Linked DNA regions of Hordeum vulgare: region 2 is linked to region 1. Evidence: chromatin contacts called from public Hi-C data. All regions are on one chromosome and are shown on one strand. Each heading gives the region's core, a stretch centred on a gene start, on an enhancer-like site or on the middle of the called end of the contact. The rest is flanking DNA. Distances are from core to core; before and after follow the strand shown. Region 1 has its middle 81 kb from the start of LOC123408081. Region 2 holds the start of LOC123408081 (small polypeptide DEVIL 17-like).

Region 1 (5,448 bases), core at 1,125-3,624:
TGCATTTGATCTACCTATCCCTACCCCTCTATTTACATGTGCATGTCTTTACTTTACGCTGATATACTTTTAGACTTGCATATGCATGGTTTGCTTGACTTCCTACAATTGCTAAAACTTCCGCATAAATAAAATTGGGAAAAAGATAAGTTTGTATTTGGTCAAGTGGTCTAATCACCCCCCCCCCTCTAGACATACTTTTGATCCTACAATGAAGAGTCCCTTAGTGGAATCACGACATCTTGCATTGTGTGAGGGTGTGAGGAGATTATGGTGGCCCTAGTGGCTTCTTGGGGAGCATTGTGCCCCCACACCGCTCCAAACGGAGATTAGCATCCACAAGGCCTTTTCTTATGCACTTTACTTTGTGATAACCATTCTTTCATGTTATATATCTTGCTATCACTTAGTTGTTTATGTTGCTTACATAAGTTCTTGGTGCCCATAGGTGAGGTTGGTTGTTTTAGGTTTTGTGCTTGACAAATTAAATGCTACTTTTATTCCGCATTTGTGCTAGCCCAAACCGCAATTATTTTAAAGCGCCTATTGAGCCCCCTCTAGGTGACATCCACGTCCTTTCAATTGATACTAGAGCTAGGTCTCTCATTACTAGGATTTACCGCCTAGACAGTAAGGATGTCGGCTAAGGCATTAGGTTTCTCTGACACTCTTAGCATTGATGGCACAAATTATGATGTTCGGTTACTCACGTGCTTAATCTTCTTCTGGGTCAGTCCGTTTGATACCAATGGTGCCATTGATACGAGGCAACTTCCAAGTCCTTTCAACACCGGGCTCTGCAGCCTCCGGTGCCCTACTCATTCTTGCAGGAGTGAGCGCCTTGTACGCCGTCTGTGGATGTGAGGTTAACGAGGGAAATGGTGGCACCTTGGCCTTCGTCGTCTCACTGGGCCGCCTGATTGTTCGCCGGAGGCACAACTCACATTATTCCCCTCCACGATCGCCTGGAACAGCGACTATGCGGCGGCCGCTTCCTGGCGAGCGGCGGCTTGAGTGCGGATGGCATCGTAGATGGTATGCTGCTCCGCGATGAAGTTTGAGTTCATCGCGGCCATGGCCGCCACTGCCTCCTGGTTCGCGCGCTCGCCGTTGATGTAACCCAACGCATGCCGATGTTGCTCCAACGCCCACTGTAATACCGACGTATGCGTCGGTTCAGGCCGCCCTTTCGCCATGACGACATTGTAGTACGCTTGTGCCTAGTCCATGGTGTAGTCGGAGTGCACAGGAGGCGCAGGAGCCGGGGCGGTGTCAACGGAGCGCGTCTCCATCGTGGTGTCGTCCTCATCGTTGTCAGAGACCTCAGACGAGCTAGCCGGCAAGCCGACCTCTATTCGCATGGCACAACGACTCTACAAAGTAGCGGCAATGGCGGCCACCTCCTGCTTCATCTCCGGGGACAGGTTGTCCCACAAAGCTTCCCCGCGTGTAATCGTGGCAGATGTGGTGCAAGGGAGGAGGATGTGGAGCGGATGTGTTATGCTATGGTGATAGCCGGGTCTGGCCGCCCTTAAATAGGGGATTCTAGTGAGGCCATGCGTCAATTCGGGACGCCGAAGTGGGTTTCTCGGTCGGCGAGCCTATTTAATGGTGGCATACGAACAGATGGGGCATTGAACGGGCATGATAGATATATGTCTCGTCCCGTCCAGTCACGCATCTCCGGCATTAAACAGGCTCGATCACCGGAGACGCGCCGCAGGCGACGCCCTCGGCCGGCGAGCCGCTTCAATGTCAACGCGAGTGAGAGATTGCGTTTGCTCTTCAATGAGAAGCGGCTGCTCTACAGCAGCGTGAATGCGGGCAGCTGACGTCGTGCGAAAAGCGCGCGCAAGAGGGGAAATGTGTTTTTGTGGATCGGGATGGTAAAAATCAGGTAAAGGAGCGGTCCGGACTTTCATAAATCGTTCTCATATTTGTCTCTGATTTATAAAAGAAATCGCATCCAAACCGCCTCAGAGACTGATACAGAACCGTTTGGATGAGTTTTATGATTGGAACCACGCAATTCGACGGCTTGAAGATGCCTTTATGACAATTCCACATCTCTTCTACTTGGCATTCGCGGAAATGTACCGTCGCTACAGGATTGATGCAACGCACGTGAAAAGAAACATGGTTACTAGTGAATCAGCAGCAGTAGTAGCACACGAAGACTGCTAAAAACGACACTAGCTCCATGATGGGAAAACGTGGGGAGTAACGTATGAACGCACGCGGGTCCCAGATTTTAAGTAAGGCAGGGAGCGAGATGCGGAGAAGATCAGATAAGCAAAGACTACCATACTGTGGGAGAGAACGTGGTGTGCCGGGCGAAAAGGAGGAGGGCCGCAGAGGCGCAGAGCCCCGATCCTCATCGTCCCACACGGCCACACCGGTGTCCTCCTGCCACGTACATGCCTACTTACGAGGCTATCCGATGACGACCCATCGTGTGGGCGCGGCAGGCACGATAGGAGCTTTGGGAGTGGTAGTCGCAGATGCATGCATGAGCGGGTATGTCACGGGTGGATGGATGTCGACCCCGATCCATCGTGCTGGCCGGTGCTGCGCCCACGCTTGACCGGTCGTTCTCTCGGTCGTACCCAACTGAATTTACCTTTGTGTCCCAACTAGTTTCTGCGTACGTGCAACTGGTTCGTGTTGCCGCACCATTCTATTTTAACAACAGAATGATAAATGTGGGTATCATTTTTCGTAAATATGTGACCAGTTGGTCATGGCAGTATACGTAAGCTGGTAACTTGAACATTATCTTTGTGATCGATTTTAGTAACCAATATAAAGTTCTAAAGCAAGCTATATAAGGGTGTGACCAATAGATAATATCAGCGTGCTGTTCCACTGGCCACATAGGATCGGATGTCATGAGAAAATGGTTCAGGTGATGTAACGGGATCTTTTATTGAAGGCATGTGTTGAGAAGAAATGTGGCCAATGCTAAAAGCTGGAAAAGCTAAAGTGAAGAGTATAGTTGCATGACATGCATATGTATCCGAGTTTTTATTCTCTATTTTTTAATGAGACACATTAATGACATCTTGCATTTCGAAAAAAAAAATCAATGTAGCTGTCTGAATCTATCTTTTCGAACGGGGCACATGTATCCATCATATGTTATCATAGTCCATGTCCTAACAATAAAAGTTGATTTACAATAGCAAAGAACCTCACACTACATAAAATAATTCCCAATATTTACCATGATATAGCCTTATTCCTTTTGCACACAAAGTGTTAAATCCGTTCCATGGGTAAAAAAAGAGTCAAAAACAACAACAAAAGACATGTTGGGTGTGGTGCTATACAACATCCCCTGTTGTTTGCCGCTATTAGGACACTGCTTTCTAGCGTTCGTCGTGGTAACTACTTGAACGCCATTGGTGTTGGCAATGTATTTGTATGCATCGCAAACATTTATGCTAGCTCCGCCATATTACTTGATTCCCTTCTTGAGTCATGTCATCTTTGGCAAGCATGAGCTATTGTAATACGATCCTTGATGCCATAAATTTGGATTTTGTTAAATACATTGCTAGATAATGAAAATATTCAATGAATGCTTGCATAAAAATTTACTGGTATATCCAAGGCCTTCGTCGATATGGATTTTGGGTCATCCTTTTGGGATCACACCGAGGGATACTTCGCATTGTGGGCCCTGAAATCATGTTCCGTTCTTTCAACCTTACATGGCTTGCCAAAGGGCTACTTTGGATCACAGGCCTTGAAGTCATGTTCCATTCTTGTAGTCTTACATGGCTTTTCTTCTAAACTAGCATTCAAGCATGTCAAATGCATAATTGACATGGAAATTACATTGAAAAGTGTGTGTTAAAAAACTATTGCATGTAATACTTGATTGGGCATGATAAAGTAATGAAAGAAATCAACAGGATGTGATGCCATCTCAAATAATGAAAAAAAATATCATCGGGATAATGGAAGAAATCATCAAGGTGTGATGCGTTGTGAAAATAAAAGCATGTCAATAGATGAATTTATCATAACATTTATCTTCACATGCATGTGGAAACATGACTAATAGGTGGCAACTAAAACCTTAATAGAAAAGTAGAACTATGAAATAGAAATAGAATAGGTTTCCTTAATAGTGAGGACTCGACATCATTTACACAGAAAAGGAACCAACCATGTCAATCACATCAAGGAACCTTAAATAAATAATTTTAAAAAACTAATTGCTATAGCAGACATGAGAAATTACATATGTATAAGAATGATAGGAAATTATTGTTTTTTGTAAAATTAGGCCTCAAGCACAAGTACTATATTTGCGGGACTTCATATGTCTACAGGATAACATATTGCTTTCAATATCTCTAATCCTATCCAGTCCTTCTCAATCTCACTCGGACCAATTAAAGTTAATAAACAAACACTACTTAATAGAGATCACAAACTAACATGTTATCATGATGTGTAGTGAATTGTATTAGACATTTTTTTTCTTTGCAATGGTATGATAAGGCTCTAGGTGTATAGCTAAAATGCTTATATGCGTGAAACACTGCTTTACATGCATGAAACCGGCCATGTAATAATCTATTGGCCTCGACCATTTTTATACATAAGCACAAGGTGCACTGTCTAGTAATCACATGTTTGGGAAACAATTGGGTAACAATTCAAACATGTCTAATACACTGAGAAAAATGAAAGTGCACGAGAAAATCTTGTAAACTGAGATTTCTAGCATGCCGAAAAGGGCGCAACCTATACATGCAACAATTTTCTTACAATCAACATACATGGTATTCAGAAAGTTCACATGGGGAATGAAGATGAGGCTGTATGGAGATGGCACGAGAGCGGGGTTTATTCATCAAAATCATCCTACGATATGTTCTGACAAGGGGGCATCAGGGTGTCATATGACAAAGCGATCTGGCGTTGTTGGTCTCATTACCAAGCAAGTTTTTCATGTGGTTGGAGATCCAATACAGTGTGTGGACTCCGGATAGCAGGTTCAGACATGGGCTGCGGGAGCCACTATCTCCTTGTTTCTTCTGTGATCAGCAGCATGATACTGTGGACCACGTCTTATTGCAGTGTGTGTACTCCAAGCCGGTGCAGTTATATTGCTTTCAGAGAGCTAACATTCAATTGGACATACTCCCATCATCGACTGGTCGGTTGGAGAGATGATGGTGTACAGTTCGCAAAGCAATTCCTAAGGAACGGCGCAAGGGTTTTGACTTGGTGGTTACCCTCATTTGTTGGATTTTGTGGAAGCAAAAAAAGTACAAGAATGTTTGGCAACACGTAGTGGTGCATCTCTGAGGATACACTAGTCACTCAAATCTTTGGCGAGATTAAAGATTGGGGTATGGTTGGTGGGAGGGGATTTTTTGCTTTTTGTGAGTAGTAGGTGTGGTTTTGGAGTTTGGAGTCTTTTTTGTAATT
Region 2 (5,573 bases), core at 726-3,225, 82 kb after region 1:
ACTCATGATGGAGAGAGGTTTGATCCGGTGCAATCTATCAAGTATCTCAGGGAAGCTCTGGCTTTGTTGCAGATCCCAAAAGATCAAGCTGCGACTTTGCCTGGTTATGGGTGGCAGCCACCTGAAGGTAACCGGGTTAAAATCAATACCGACGCGGCGGTTGATGTCATAAGCCAACAATGCGCTGGTGGTGGTGTGGCTCACTCCAGATGTTCCTTATTGGGTGCATGGGGTAAGCCTCAAGTTGGGGTAAGCTCTTGCCCTGCGTGCATGAGTGATATTCACAAGTCTTCGTGATTTTTCTGAAGTGGTGATGGAGACAGATTGCTTGGAGGTCGTAAATCTCTGGCACGATCGCCGTGACGGATGTTCCGTCGTGGCTGCTATCTTCTTTGAGATTGAAGAGCTTTCCCTTACCTTTTCCTCATTTGTAATTCAGCATGTATTAAGAGCAGCGAACGGTCCAGCTCATCTATGTGCCAAGCGTGCTTGCACTAGAAATGCTATCGAGAGCTAGCTTACTGAAACTCCTAGTTTTCTGGTGAGCAGCATGTTGGCTGACTGCCCAGCAAACACCTTTTATCAATGAAGCTTTAAAATTTTGACGCAAAAAAAAGAGTAGTGCCATATGAAGTATAATTATTTTTTAAAGATTTCATTATAAACTATATATAAATGTATATGGATACATTTTAAAATACAGATTCATTTATCTTGTTTTGTGTGTACTCCCTCCGTTTCTAAATATATATTTTTTAGAGATTTTACTAGGAGACAATATAAATAGAAAAATAAGTGAATATATACTATAAAATATGTCTATGTACATTCGTATATAGTCTCCTAGTGAAATTTATAAAATGACTTGTATTTAAAAATGGAGGAAAGACTTGTGTTTAGAATTGGAGAGGGTACATTGGAGCAGCTCAAACTATATACTACTTCATCCGTTCCTAAAATAGGTGTATTTGGTTTCAAAAAGTCGTCCATTGTCTATGCTTGATCAACTTTATAGCAAAATATATAAATATTTATAATATCAAATATATAAAATATAGAATATATTTCATGATGAATTTAATGGTAAAGATTTGGTGTTTTAGACATTGATACTTTTGTCTATAAACTTGATCAGAGTTAAAGAAGTTGGGACATTTTGAAGAAATAATAGAATTTATATTTAGAAACAAAGGGAATAGTAGCGACCACAAATCAAGCAGCCAGATTATTCGCAACGAAAAAATAAATCAAACAGCGATATACAAGAAGACTATAAATTCCTACGACACATGCAAGAGTTACATTATTAACGAAAAACCCGGGTAATGGTACCATTGCCTACTTTTGATTAAGACCACCTTACCGTCACCCATTATTGAGGGACAGAGCGCATATGTGTTCCAAATCCTATTTCTATTTTAATCACCTCCAGGCTGTAGGTCATACGCCGCAACAGCGTCATGTTTTCAACTTAAGTGGTGACTGGTGATGTGACCATATTTTTCTTTCAATATGCATGACTCTGCATCAGATCCGAGTCAGGCACCCTGTTTTTCTACTCTATCCACGTACTTGAGCTAGCCGAACGTCACCATTAGCTAGCGCACTAATCAATAATCATCTGTACTACAGATATATTAGTGCCGAGTGCAGACAAACGTCTCCAAATCATTGCAGTAATGTAATGGAATCATAAATTCCGAATGACAGAAGCATCCATAAATTAGTGATGAGAAGAAACAAAAGATGTACCATGTCACAGGTAATATAATCATACTTAAACAACACCAAGAAGAACAAACAAGTCTGTCTAGTGTTCTCAATCCGTTGGTTAGGGAGCTGGGCGGATTATATTAGAGAAACAAAACCGAGGGCAGGGTAGAACCGTCATTCCATGCTATCAATGTCGGCTTTCAATAACGAGCCGTCCTAATCGCGTGGTGTCGGTTCGGGTTATATAAAAACAGAGGCCCTCTCCAGGTTCGCCACACCACGCTATCCTCTGCTCTACTCCCACAGTTGTTTCTCCCGCGACATGTTCGTTTTCTCCTTCGCAATCGCATCCATGGAGCTAGCCGCTTCAGCTTCGGTATCCGTCTGCTCGGCGTACCACCACCTTTCAACGCCGGCTGAGGCCAACGACGACAGCACGCGGTCCGAACCGCAGCTGCGGCGTCGGAGGAAACAGGCCGGCGGCAATGGCTTCGGCGGGCTCCGGTCCCGGTGCCATGCTGTTCTGAAGCAGCAGAGGACGAGGCTGTACATCCTCCGGCGATGCGTCTCGATGCTCCTGTGCTGGAACGAGCACGACATGTCCGACTGAGCTCACACGAAGGCCTGGTGGTTTTTTGTGCGGGCTGGGTCAGGGCCGGGCCTGTAGGTCGGTTCGGTCTGTAGGAAGGAATGGTAGTGTTTGGTGTACAGTATTCCGTACTGGTTCATCTTTTTTTCTGAAAAAAATGACATGAGTTTTTTTTAATCTGATGATGTGTAAGTGAATGAGAAATGTAATTGACATGTAATGTGCTTACCGGTACAACTTCTGGTTATGGATAACTGGTTATCTTCACGGCCTTGCTTACCCGTACAACTTCTGGTTATGGATAACTGGTTATAGAAATGTAGGAATTCAGAAGGATATGAATTTTGTAGGAAATTTTGTTTGGACCCCGTGATGTGTAGGATGGATTACTATTGTTGTTGTATAGGATAGGAATCAATCATTCACATTCAAAAAAAAAAACCTAGACGTAATAAAAAAATCAAATGACATCTATTTTCCTAATTCTATCATATACCCCTCGGTCTCAAATTTTTTGTCTTAGATTTGTCTAAATATGAATGTATCTAGTCATGTTATAGTATTTCTATACATTCATTTCTAGACAAACCTAAGACAAAAAAATTGGAAGGGAGGGAGTACTATATGACTAATCTTTCTAGGATTGGAGCCCTCAGAATCAATTGGGGTCTCCAATTAAAATTTGATCATTCAATTTTGACTCAACAATTTCTCAAATTCTTTCATTTAATTTTGTATACAATACACTATGCTCCTTAATTTTTAAATCTTCACAATTTTTTAGGCTTTAATTTATACTTTGGTCATTTGATTTTGACCGGGTCAACAATTTCTCAAACTCTTTCATTTAATTTTTATACAATACATTGTACACCCTAATTTTTAAATCTTCACAATTTTTTAGGATTTAATTTAGACTTTCGTCATTTTATTTTGACAGGGTCAACAATTTCTCAAAGAACTCTCCTATTTAATTATTTTAATTCTCTGTGCTCCATAATTTCAAAGCTCATTCAATAATTTCAAAGCTTTTCATTCAACTGAGGTATTCAATTTTGGATTTGGTTTACGATTTTGATCAGGCCAAGGATTTTCCAAATCAATCAACAACAGTTGGTCTATAAGAACATGTGAACCCCTCGCAGATTCCTATCACCCATACAAAAACGTCATCATGTGAGACTATAGCATGAATATAGTATATGCAATCAAGGATGAAAAAATACCTCATTATAAACATGGGTTAATTAGCGGATAATTGCTACATCCATTTTACATCATGTTTTGTTACTGTTATTTATAGTGTTTTATGCATTTTGCCACTTGCTGGAGTTATTCTAGTGGTTTTTCTCTCATAATGTGCAAGGTTTACATCAAGTGGGCGAATGCCACCATATGGAATCTGGACCTGAAAAGGCTTTGTCACAGATACTTATTGTGGACATCTCCAATTGGGCTAAAAATTTACAGAGATTTATTTTATAAAAAATAAAAAATACTGGAATGAGGAAGTGTCAGAGGGGGCCACCAAGCGGCCACTAGACACCAGGGCGCGCGAGGCACCCCTGGTGCGGCCTCATGTCTAGCGGGCCACCTGGCCCACCTCTGATGCCCATCTTCTAATATAAATTCTCCTTGGCCCAAAAAAATCATGAGAGGACTTTTGGGACAAAGCGTCGCCGTGTCGACGGAGAACGTGGGCAGGAGCACTTTTTTCCTCCGGCGAAGCGATTCCGCGGGAGGAACTTCCCTCCCGGAGGGGGTAATCGAGGCTATCGTCATCACCAACAACCCTCTCATCTTGGGGAGGCTAATCTTCATCAACATCTTCATCACCACCATCTCCTATCAAAACCCTAGTTCATCTCTTGTACTCAATCTTGTACCGGAACCTCGGATTGGTACCTGGGGTGTGTCTGGTAGTGTTGATTACATCTTGCAGTTGATGATTTATGGTTTATTTGGTAGAACATCATATGTTCAGATTCATTATGCTATATAATACCTCTCTAATCATGAACATGTTTATCACGTGTGAGTAGTTACTTTTATTCTTGAGGCCACGGGATAAATCATGTTGCGAGTAGTCATGTGAAGTTGATATTCATTCGATATTTTGATGATATGAATGTTGTGATCCCCTTAGTGGTGTTATGTGAAAGTCGACTACATAGCACTTCACCATATCTTGGGCCTAAGGGAATTCATTGTGGAGTAGTAACTAGAGGGTGGGTTGCGAGAGTGACAGAAACTTAAATCCCCACTCTATGCACTACTTCTTAAGGGGCTGATTTGGCTCCCTATGTTTAATGCTATGGTTAGAATTTATTCTTAATAGTTTTCTCGCGGTTGCGGATGCTTGTGGGAGGGTTAATCATAAGTGGTAGGTTTTTTCAAGCAATAACAACACCCAAGCACCTTTCCACCCACATATCAAATCATCAAAATACCGAACGCGAATTAACCCAACATGACGAAAGTTACTAGATGAAATTCTCGTGTGCCCTCAAGAACGCTTTGCCTATTATAAGAAATTGTTCTGGCCTATCCTTTGCCACAAAAGGATTGGGCTACCTTGGTGGACCTCTTGTTACTATCTCTACTTATCACTTGTTACAACTATATTGCTATCAAACAACTTGTTACAACTATTTCAGTGCTTGCAGAAATTACCTTGCTGAAAACTGCTTGTCATTTCCATCCGCTCCTCGTTGGGTTTGACACTCTTACTTATACAAAGGACTATGATTGAACCCCTATACTTGTTCATCAAGACTCTTTTCTAGCACCGTCGCCGGGGAGTGAAGCGCCCTTGGTAAGAGGAATTTGGTAAGGGAGAATTTATATTACGTGCTAAAATTTACTGTTACTTGTTACTATGGAAAGTAATCCTTTGAGGGGCTTGTTAGGGGTCTCTTCACCATCACCGGAAACATAGAGACTTGTACCTCAACCTGCTGAATCCATTGAAAGTGTTTACTATGAAATTCCTTCGGGTATGATAGAGAAACTGCTAGCTAATCCTTATGCAGGAGATGGAACAAAACATCCCTATATGCACCTAATTTATGTGGATGAATTTTTTGGATTATTTAAGATTGCACGCTTATCTAGAGATAAAGTTAAGAAGAAGGTTTTCCCTTTATCTTTGTGGGGAGGGAGCATTGACATGGTATAGGCTTTGATGATACACGATCTTTGAACTGGAATCGATTGCAATTGGAGTTTCACCAAAAAATTATCCTATGCATCTTGTTCATCGTGATCTGAA

What was found. A called contact is a pair of places that touch in the nucleus more often than the background predicts.
Region 2: a contact with region 1 is called in a Hi-C map of seedling, with 2.1 times the contacts expected there. The contact joins the promoter of LOC123408081 here to the enhancer-like site in region 1. A contact is called at or near these places in 2 of 6 Hi-C or Micro-C datasets (leaf and seedling).

Annotation. Positions count from the first base shown.
Region 1 is chr1H:126,743,772-126,749,219 of MorexV3_pseudomolecules_assembly, forward strand. No RefSeq gene overlaps it. Among protein-coding and RNA genes, the nearest start is that of LOC123408081, 81 kb to the right of the region's middle. Within about 2 kb of position 2,375, at least 3 of the 3 cell types and tissues checked have open chromatin away from gene starts, as enhancers often do. A contact at or near this core is called in leaf and seedling, where this site is marked.
Region 2 is chr1H:126,825,876-126,831,448 of MorexV3_pseudomolecules_assembly, forward strand. LOC123408081 (small polypeptide DEVIL 17-like) reads left to right here and starts at 1,976. Exons shown (of 1, transcript XM_045101284.1): 1 at 1,976-2,569. The coding sequence starts at 2,036. The coding sequence ends at 2,323.